Regions from separate parts of the Mus musculus genome. Here all the other regions are linked to region 1. Evidence: chromatin contacts called from public Hi-C and HiChIP or PLAC-seq data. All regions are on one chromosome and are shown on one strand. The core of a region is the stretch at or near the end of the contact, and the rest is flanking DNA. Distances in the headings are between cores, read along the strand shown. Region 1 holds the start of Dock2 (dedicator of cyto-kinesis 2). Region 2 has its middle 7.7 kb from the start of Gm36395. Region 3 overlaps 4930469K13Rik (RIKEN cDNA 4930469K13 gene).

Region 1 (3,348 bases), core at 600-3,099:
CATTAGAGCCATCCTTTTAAATCCATCTTGATTCTGTAGTTGTCCCTTGATTTTGGCCAGGAGTCTTACCAAGTGCTTTACAATTATGACCCCAGGTCCATATCATCAGACCGTCATCATCTTTGTCGTCTTCCTCCTCCTCCTCCTCATCATCATCTTCACCTCATTACAGATGAAGAAACAAGTCTAGATTTGAACTTAAGTTGGACTTCACAACCCAAACTTCTAACCTTCTCCAGACTCCTCAAGGCAGAAGCTGTGCCTTTCTTAAGCACACTGCCTTGCCTGGGAGGAGTCTACTCTGCTTCCACCCCAGGCCTTCTCTGGAGCTCTGATGGAGTCCTGTGGCAAGGCTGTAGCAGGAATGGAAAATAACCTGGTAGGGATTGCCTAAGGCACCCAGAGATGGCCCAGCTGTCTCAACTCCTCACACTTCTCTAACCTTTTGCCTCCCTCCAAGCCCTGTGCCCACCATCTCCAGTGGCCTTCACAATGCAATGCTATGAAATAGGAAAGTGTTAGTACCTGTCATAGAGTGGGGGGAGGAAGGGTGTGGTCTAGGCTTCCACTTAACCCACACCACACCCTTGCCTCCCCTCACAGCAGATTTAAGAGCCCTTCCTTTCTGAGCGTGCTTCTCCAGGCCAGCTAATTTGCCCTAAGACACAAGGTTGCCCCGCCCACATCCCCTGCCCTTTTCACAGTCCTTCTGTTCCTGTATAAATTGCTAGTGGGGATACCCCAGGTGGAAAGGCCGGAGTTGGAGAAGTTTTGAACTTTTAAAGGAGCCTTTATTGAGTCAAATTCAAACTTCCCATTTTATGGATGGAGAACCTGAGACCCCTTGCAGATATGACTTGTCAGTTCTCTGCTGGGGACTTTTCATCTCAAAGTGCCTCACAGTGCCAAATGCTTGCCTGTAGAGGATGGATAGATCTGAGAACCCCCAAAGTAGCCACTCTCAAACTGTGGCTCATGAATACACACACACACCCTGCATCTATCACTCCCACCTCTGAGCTGCCTCAGGCCCGGCCTGTTGAAGCATCCTCTCTTGGGGAGATCTGCGATCTGGCAGTATGGAAATCCCCCAGTCAACCTTTAAATTCTCACTTAGAGTTGGCAGGATTGCATCACTGGTGCCACTTAGAGTCACATTACCTGACACCTCCCTTCCCCCAGCCACCACTTCCGCCCCCAGTTTGAAGCAGAGGCTTCTGGGAGCTTAGATGGCTGAAGCTGATGAGGCTGTTTTCTCCGATAATTTGACAGGACTCACTCTCTCAAAAGCTCTAATGAAAGACCCCATTGGCTTTGTCCCGGCCCCAAACTGGATACCTGGGATATTAGAGCAGTTAGATCAGAGTCACCTGACCGAGAGCAAACCAGCAAACGAGATGGACAGAGCCATGGTGGCTTGAAGACTGGCTAATGGAGAGTGCTCTGTGCAAAGCAAAGTCTGGTACACAGAGCTGCGGGGCCACCTCATCTTAAGGATGTGTGAGCAAGCACTTGGGAGAGGCTGAAGGCAAGAATATACTTTCTCTGCCTTCATTTTCTCCTTCAACCCGGCGACTGCAGCAGAGAGAAAGCACTGCGTTCCAGACCATAAGTTAGCATGGCCCGCCCTGCCCTCACCCATCCTGCAGGTCCCATCACATCTGCCTCCAGCCACCTGCCCTCTGCCGCAGCGCAGACCCAGTGCCCACACTTGCCCACACCTACCCACTCCGTGACGCTCCTTGTCAGTTTTGCGCCAGGGGGCCATGGCAAGACCGGAGCCTTGAGAGCCTCCTGTTCTCTAGTGAAGAAGCTGGCTGGGGTGGTTAGGCGCCTTGCAGGGCCCCACTTCCTTCCTCTTTTTAAACTCTCTCTCTCTCAAGGTCCGCCTTCCCCTCCTCTGGGTCCCCACTCCCTCCTCCCCCTTCTTCTCCAGCAGGGGCACACACAGCCAAGGGCTAGAAGATTGCCTTCAAAATTTGGAGACCACCCTCATTTGTCTCTTCCGGAGGAAAGTGGCTACAAGGCATACAGGTACTTAAAGCCAACCCAGACCGCGAGGGTAGAGTTTCCCTGACTTCTGAACCCTGTTAGTGACTAAGCATGAGCTTTGGGGGCTGATCTTCATTTCTCGGTGTTTCGGGTTCTTCATCAGGAAGATGGGGTAAGATTGCCCCTTCACCTGCTTTTCCTGAGGATTAGAGAAGAACCTGTACTCAGTGAGTGACACGCTAGAGATGGGGTCACTTTAGTTAGCATCCTTTCTGTGCCATGAACCCAACTGGGAATCCGATGCCAGCCCAGAAGCCTCCCTCTAACACTACTCAGGCACACCAGCAGGTCTGGGCACCTTCACCACCAGCAAGCGTGGGCAGGGCAAGAGACAGCCAGGGTGAATTAGACAGACATTTCCCCACAAACCTGAAGTTTGCTCTTGGAATAGATTCAATTGAAGAGGAAAATATCTCTCAGGGCTACCATCACAATGATCTAAGTCTCCTTGAATTTTCTTTCTTTATTACCATTTCCCATAACCTCTTTCTGCCCTACCCCAGACACATTAGGAAAGACCAGGCAAAATCACTACTGACAGTTTTCACAAAATACCAATTTTCTTTCATTTTAATTTATTGGCTTTTCAGTTTCTGACAGCACAAGTTGGGTGCATCTGTTAGATTACTTTTCCCTAGGAACACATGAAACCCTCTACCCACCACAGATAGGGCTCTAATGACAGACCTTAGCAATGACTCCTCTCAAGTCTAGGTTGGGAAATCAAAGAGTTCGTTGAATTTGCTTCTAGGAACACAACTGAGGGGTTACTTAAAGGAGCATAGGTGAACCCCAAAACAGCTACATCACTAAAATGTCTCACCCCACATTGGATGAGAACTTCCCCATAGCTGCATAGGTATAGTCTCCTCTTTCATTAATCCATCACACACTCTGTCACCTCTCAGACCATGTGACTATGTATGCCTGAGACAAAGTTACATGCAGCTGCCAGAGACACTCAGAAAGGACTGGCTGAAATCCCAGAAGGGGTTCTAATGACTCCCCCACTCTCCCTTGGCAACAGGCCAAATCTTGGGGAATCTCTTGGGAATAGTCACAAGTGTTCTAGTGGCCCTTGTAAGAGCTAGAAGATTTGGAAGACAGCACAGCACAGCAGCAGCAGCCACAGTAAGCAGCTATATCACAGCTTTGTGGAAAGATCAAAGCCAGGAGAATGTGTGTATGCATTTAATATTCATTACTTAGTAACATTTTTTGTTGTTGTGACAAAACACTGACCATGACCAAGGCAACTTACAAAGAAAGCATTTAATTTAGGGCTTACAGTTCAAG
Region 2 (3,348 bases), core at 279-2,778, 840 kb before region 1:
AACGCCTTTCATCCCAACATTCGGGAGGCAGAGGCAGGTGGATTTCTGAGTTTGAGGCCAGCCTGGTCTACAAAGTGAGTTCCAGGACAGCCAGGGCTACACAGAGAAACCCTGTCTTGAAAACCAAAAACAAAACAAAACAAAACAAAAACAAAAAACAAAAAACAAAACAACTATCTGAAAAATTTTCCCTATAATGCTCTCTGCAGGCCGAGAGGGAAAGAAGGCCTTCACTGGGTGGGCAACCACTTGCTTTTTGTCTGGCTGCTATGAAGGGTGTATGTGTGTGTTGGGGGGTGGGGGGGAGAGAGTGACTTCAGAACATTAATGTGGTTCTGACAGGTGTTTTCTACCTGTTCTGTGTGGGTTGCTGAATAAGTCTGTTTATACTCTCAAAAATCCAGGCTACTTGACTCCTGGGGAATTATTTGACAAAGAGCATATACTCAGTAGGTGTTTGGAGGGGGAAGGGGGAGGGAAGCAGATTACAGGCTAAATTGTAGAGATTCCCTAAGGGTTAATAAACAGCTCCTACACCACACAGCCCTGCTCTAAGCCAGGCCTCAGGGGTAGGGAACTTCCATAAGCCACTCACAGCCCTTTCTCCAGCCTTCCTTCATAAGCTCTGCCCTTCCCCCTCTCCACTCTTCCTCTGGTTGATGGCCTCTGCTGGGATTTCAAGTTGACTTCATTTAACCAGGTAACATCAGCAGCTGCTGGTGCCCTTTTGTTCTTTAGAGTATCTGCTCTGTCCGTAGTCGGTCCCTGGGTTTATGTGCAGTCAGAAGCGCTTTCTCTTCCTGTACCACGGAGGAGGATAAGATCTGTGGCGCAGCAGCTCAGCAAATGAGGCAGCTTGCCTGAAGCCACACAGCTGAGCTGCTTTGTGAGTCAAGCATACGCTTGCTGGGAGGGCCAGCTCCTTAACTAGACATCACTGTGAAGAAAGTCACTGTCACCTCCCTGCTGAAGATGACGCTGGGTTTTGAGCAACAGTGTAATCTTCACCCTTAAGTCTGCAGTGGCATGGCAGGAGCCTCTCTGCAGCAGCAGGATGCAGGTAGAGTGACTCTGTGAGCTTCGCTCTGCCCTCAGGAAGCGTTGTGGTCTAGGTGGAGATGTGAGGTATAGGCCATTGTAAATTCAGGGATGCCCAGGTGGATTCTGATTCATGTTCTGTAAGTTACCAATAGTATCAGGCAGAGCTTTTTAAAATGGATTTCAAAGAAGCCCGCCTCCCTAGGGTGTTGACTTCTTTGTTAAAAATTCATTGGTCACATCCTGGAGTAACCCTCAGCTAAGTGGTCAGTTTTGCTTCCTTACTACACCATTTGCCAGGGTCTTGAGTCCTCTCCTTGAAAATCTCCAGGCTACCTTTCCTTAGTCATGAGAAGCCATTGATTATGAGATAAGCCATGTATCTACTGACGACTTCCCCAGGAAATACACATGTCAGACTTGGTATGTAGTCATGCTCGCTCACACGAGGTTATTTGATGAGCTGATAGATCACACCATCTACTGGCCAATAGCTACTGTAGCTTGGTACATGCCATGTGTTAAGTGAGGAAGAAACTGACCAGGCAAGACAGTGCAGAGGTTCCTCCATCTTGTGTTCTTGCTGAGGCCATTCCCAGTTTAACTAAAATCTGACTTCCTTGATGAAGAATCCCATAGAAAATTACCCAACTCTGTTCTAGGAACTGAGTTCCTAGCCAGCTTATCTTAACTTTTGTTAAAAAACTGCCTGTTTGTGCAGAACCTCCTCCAGCTAACCACTTATCTTAGCATCTGCTAACACTGCTTGCTTTGAACTTCTTCCTCTGTGAAGTCCCCACTCCACCCCACCCCACCCCACCCCACCCCACTCCCGCTTCTATCCTCCCTCTGCAGCTGCTGAACAAGATGCCAGAATGAGGGTTTTGCCTTAAAAAACCCCTTGGTTTGGATGCTCTCAGACCATACCTCAGCCCCTGAACACGTGGGCGTGGTCCCAGTCTTCTGGAATAAAGGCTTAATTGGCTACACATTGTGTCTGAGTGGTCATCTCTAGTGAGCTTCCTGTAACAGTTTAGAAGTCCCACTGGGATCCCAGACTGAATCCAGACATGTAGAGGCCTCTTGACCCCCACGAGTTGGGAAAAGTGCACAGGCAATGAGGACTCTTAGAGGACACCCATCCTGAGACTTTCTAGGGCCCCATGAAAATCCTTTCTGACAAAAGGCTGCCGAATGTTCCAGTGGCACCTGGATGCAGCCTCTCACAAGAGCAAATTGGATGTCATTTGTTCTGAACACCTCCAGAGGTAAGTTTGGTCTGCAGAACTTGCCTGATCAGCCTGTGTGTCCAGGCTCTGTGTGGTTTGTTGAATGAATGAATGTTTGGTGACCACCTGTGATTTGTCTGTTTGCTGTTGACTGGATCTGCATGGTCTTTGTCTCTTTAAGTCAGTCTGTCACTTGCTCTTGTGATGGGAGGGAAAGCAAGTTCAGGTGTGTGCGGACATGTTCAGAAGGGCTCCGGAATGGGGTGACTCTGGTATTTGTTTCTTCCTAGGAAAACTCTGCAGTCTGTAAATGTGAGTGGGTCCTTTCTAAGCTAAGGTGGCTATCTTAAGGATCTTTGGATCTCCAGGCAATCAGGGCAGTCTGGAACATTATGACAGGCTTTCCTGGCCATCCTGATCAGTTCCCTCATGCGGATCACTGGCTTACCCTTGTTCTCAGTCTATCTTCATGGTTGAAAACCTGTTCTCTTTCTTTAGGAGTCAGGGTGTTCTTGGTCTGGCCAGAACACTCAGAAAGGGACTACAGATTCTCCTTACTCTACTTGAAGAGATGGGTGTTCCTCTCCTTATGTTCTGACTGGACCAATGGAAAATGCTAACGGGGTCAGAAGAAATGGTTCTCTCCAGAGTGGAGGCCAAGAGGCCAACACTACTCCCTGGTGCCTTCTTTCACCTATTCATACAGAGTGGCTTTGCCTATAGGGAGGCCAGACAGATTTTGTCTGAGCTTATGAGACCATTTTCTGTTCTTCCTTTAGAGAAAGCATGGGGGCCCTGTTACAGACAAGGGGAAGGGGAGGAGGGAGGAGCTCCCCACCCCCATTCATGTTTTGTGTTTCCTTCACTACCAGTGATTTATATAACTGGAAAACTGCAAACCCTCATTTTTCAGAGAAGCCTCTGGCTCTTATCAGCCTGTTGGAAACTGTTTTTTATATACACCAGCTGACTTGGAATGATTGCCATCCTTGGACACCCTGTTTACAGCCAAGGTGTGAGACCCAATCCAGTGGGAAAGTAGGAAGTTGGCTCTGGGGCCAGGCAGTAGGACACTGCCTGA
Region 3 (3,348 bases), core at 560-3,059, 750 kb before region 1:
CAGGTTTCAGCCAATCGTAAACAGCTGAGTTTTAACTGATCAGAGGTAGCCATCGTGTCACGAAGCATTCAGCTGTAGCCAATCGGGTAATCCCTCTGCTTTCCTTTTGTATCTGGCTTCTAAAGTCCAGTCCCTCATATTGTGATCTGCTCAGCCTCTGACTCTCAGTCCCTCATACTGTGATCTGCTCAGCCTCTGACTCTCAGTCCCTCTCATATTGTGATCTGCTCAGCCTCTGACTCTCAGTCCCTCATACTGTGATCTGCTTACTCTCTGACTCCCAGTCCCTCATACTGTGATCTGCTCAGCCTCTGACTCTCAGTCCCTCATACTGTGATCTGCTCAGCCTCTGACTCTCAGTCCCTCATACTGTGATCTGCTCAGCCTCTGACTCTCAGTCCCTCTCATACTGTGATCTGCTCAGCCTCTGACTCTCAGTCCCTCATACTGTGATCTGCTCAGCCTCTGACTCTCAGTCCCTCTCATACTGTGATCTGCTCAGCCTCTGACTCTCAGTCCCTCTCATACTGTGATCTGCTCAGCCTCTGACTCTCAGTCCCTCATACTGTGATCTGCTCAGCCTCTGACTCTCAGTCCCTCTCATACTGTGATCTGCTCAGCCTCTGACTCCCAGTCCCTCATACTGTGATCTGCTCAGCCTCTGACTCTCAGTCCCTCTCATACTGTGATCTGCTCAGCCTCTGACTCTCAGTCCCTCTCATACTGTGATCTGCTCAGCCTCTGACTCTCAGTCCCTCATACTGTGATCTGCTCAGCCTCTGACTCTCAGCTGCTTTTGAGTTCTGCAGGCTCACGAGTTGTCCTTTGCCCAAATGAATGCTGCTACCGCTGTCTAAAGTTGTTCACTGTTAGAGAACTGCGTGAAAAGTGCTATCTCATTTGAGAAGTGAGAAAGGCTGAGGCTGGAGAGATGGATCAGCAGTTCAAAGTCCTTGCTGCTCTTCCAAAGAACCCAAGCTTGGTTCTCATCAGCCATGCCAGGGGCTCACAGCCACCTGTCACTCAAATTCCAAGGAATCAGGTACCCTCTTATGACCTACACAGGCATCTTTATAGATAGCAGTGCATGCCACACACACACACACACACACACACACACACACACACATCTTTTAAAATAGTGAGAAATTTTTCTTTTATGAAGTGAAATGGCAGCGTTTTTATTATTGTTCTGATTTTTTTCCACCTCTGTACTTTAATGTTTCCATAATGGTTATGTTTTACTTCTGCATACAAAAACAAAACAAAACAAAAAACAAAACAAAACGAAAAACACACAAAAAAACATAATGTTGTGCAAATGAAATAAGTCACAGACAGCTAGAAGGGATATGACTGGTGAATATATGCAAGGCCAGCTTCCTCTATTGACCCCCTCTATCTTCCTCCCATACCTTCCGACCCATTTCAATGCTGTAGAAAAGGGACAAGGACACACTACATTCTAAACAGGTATCTCAGAGGTTTCCCGGAAGTGCAGAAATCCCTGTGCCACTTGCTGTGTTATGCAGAGGGAGCTTAGTCTCTCAGTCTCTGAGTACTTGAAGGGTGTTCTTAACTCATCTGGTGTACTTCTGACCCTCTAACCCTTACTGAACCCATAAATCCCCCACGGGGTCAAGCTGTTTAGAAGAAAGAAAGAGGAAGTTGAAGAGCCATCATATCTGGAAAGATCCCTATATGCTGAGAAGTTGAAAGAGGAAGTGAACTTTCCCAGAGTCCTTGGCAGGAGGGCTGCAGCCTATGAGCGCTATCAGATCAGCCTCGGAACCAACGAGCAGAGCTAACCAACTTTTCAATCAGGCGGGGAGGAGGGGTGAGTAGACAGGGAGGATGTAGGTCAAAGGCTATGGGCAGAGGTGGTGGAAGGCACCCCACAGCACTGAAACAGCAGAGAAAGACAAGTAACTTCTTGGCAGAGTTTACAGGCATGCAGCAGCAGCAGGTAGCCATGACTGGTGTCTCTGCCCTGATTACAAAAAGCCTCCTTGGTCTTGTGTGGGGGCAGAAGACAAACTTGTTAGGGCGCTCAGCCAGTTACAGTGGGAAAGGGGGCAAAAGTGGAAAAGTGGCTAGCTCCGGAGACTTATAATGCTTGCGGGAGTCTCCAGGCAAAGCCACGCCCCCCTCCCTTTCCCGATGCCCTATCTTACTCCCCAGACCCAACCTTCCAGGGAGAGTTTTCACCCAGCTATATATGGTACCCGTCAGCAGGAGGAAACACGTCCCGATCATCCAATCCTCCAAGAAGCCCCCATTGTGCTTGCATTGGCACAGTGGCCAGTTTTCTTCGGCATAGCTTGATGGTTACAGCTACCTTGTGCTCATCTCTCTCTTTGCTTGAGTGGGAAGCTAATTTCTCTGAGGGTGGAACCTTGTCGGCCTGTTCATTGCCATAACCTAAGTGCTTAGGAAAATGCCTTATAATACAGTGTGATTCAACTGAAAACTTGCCAAACGAACAGACAAGCAAACAAGGAGTGTACACAGGGTAAAGAAAAGCTCAGAGTTAGATTCAGACGCTAGGGCTGAGCCCAACTTCATGTCTAACCCTCAGCGGCTACCACAGAGTCAGCGTTCTGACTGTGATGGGGATATGCAGCACTGTGGGGTTGCAAAATGCCCAGAGTGCATCCGACATTCTAAAGGGTTCTTAATTGTTCTGTTATTCAGGAAAGGGAGGCTTTTGCTGTGGGATGGAGTGAGAGACCAGGTTGGACAGCAAGCAGGGGAGGCATGCCCCGTTTCTCAGGAAGGGGGGAAGAGTAGGACGGTCAAGTTTAAGGACCCCTCTATCACCACACAGATGGGAAGCAAAGCCCGGAGCTATGCTTAGATGGGATCCCAAGTTTCATGTATGAAGAACATAATCCTCAAACCACATGCTAGTGTTATTGGAGAAGTGAGAGCCTTTGGGAGAGATAGGGTCTTGAATGGCCTGTGGCCTAATGAATTCACGAGTTGCTGCAGGAATTCCTCAGTTGTAAAAGCCCCTCTACCTCTCCATTTGGCTTTACAAAGAGAGGTCCTTTGCATGTTTTCATGCAGCAAGAGGTCACTATCAGATACCAGTGCCACCATGAATTCTTTATAAACCACCCATTAATGGAAAATGGACTATAGTGCCCTGTTATGGGGTCTCTCTGCTCATGAAGACAGATTTGATGTTTCTGCTATCAGTCCCTGCATAGGTACCAGAACAAACTGCACGCCCACCACCAGAGCTCAGCAGCACCCATAGCTGAGCAAGGATGATGACCTAGTTGACTTTCCACATTCTATATCCCGCATCACCTTCCTGTCTGGAGTCAGTCTTTGCATCTCACC

The links. Hi-C and Micro-C count contacts between places; a contact is called where the count stands out from the background. HiChIP or PLAC-seq counts read pairs in DNA pulled down with a chosen protein or histone mark.
Region 2: an H3K27ac HiChIP or PLAC-seq map of thymic regulatory T cells shows a contact between it and region 1, with 8 times the contacts expected there. The contact joins the enhancer-like site here to the promoter of Dock2 in region 1. A contact is called at or near these places in 4 of 39 promoter capture datasets (the 3T3-L1 cell line, embryonic stem cells, hippocampal neurons and 1 more), 1 of 15 datasets of contacts at CTCF or cohesin (CD8 T cells), 5 of 484 Hi-C or Micro-C datasets (the Ba/F3 cell line, CD4 T cells, CD8 T cells and 2 more), 6 of 115 datasets of contacts at active chromatin or transcription factors (double positive thymocytes, embryonic stem cells, large pre-B cells and 2 more) and 1 of 9 other capture datasets (embryonic stem cells).
Region 3: a contact with region 1 is called in a Hi-C map of Th1 cells, with 5 times the contacts expected there. The contact joins the enhancer-like site here to the promoter of Dock2 in region 1. A contact is called at or near these places in 3 of 39 promoter capture datasets (embryonic stem cells, hippocampal neurons and pre-B cells), 2 of 484 Hi-C or Micro-C datasets (Th1 cells and natural killer cells), 10 of 115 datasets of contacts at active chromatin or transcription factors (CD8 T cells, Th17 cells, bone marrow-derived dendritic cells and 6 more) and 1 of 9 other capture datasets (adipose tissue).

Annotation. Positions count from the first base shown.
Region 1 is chr11:34,782,056-34,785,403 of GRCm38.p6, forward strand. It overlaps Dock2 (dedicator of cyto-kinesis 2), which reads right to left and starts at 1,850. Exons shown (of 52, transcript NM_033374.3): 1 at 1,726-1,850. The coding sequence starts at 1,768.
Region 2 is chr11:33,938,198-33,941,545 of GRCm38.p6, forward strand. It overlaps a transcript of Kcnip1 not described here. Among named protein-coding and RNA genes, the nearest start is that of Gm36395, 7.7 kb to the left of the region's middle. Within about 2 kb of position 1,529, at least 83 of the 459 cell types and tissues checked have an H3K27ac peak or open chromatin away from gene starts, as enhancers often do. A contact at or near this core is called in the Ba/F3 cell line, CD8 T cells, LSK cells and 4 more, where this site is marked.
Region 3 is chr11:34,029,807-34,033,154 of GRCm38.p6, forward strand. The region is part of intron 4 of 4930469K13Rik (RIKEN cDNA 4930469K13 gene); the gene reads right to left. Among named protein-coding and RNA genes, the nearest start is that of Lcp2, 15 kb to the right of the region's middle. Within about 2 kb of position 1,810, at least 117 of the 459 cell types and tissues checked have an H3K27ac peak or open chromatin away from gene starts, as enhancers often do. A contact at or near this core is called in CD8 T cells, Th1 cells, Th17 cells and 6 more, where this site is marked.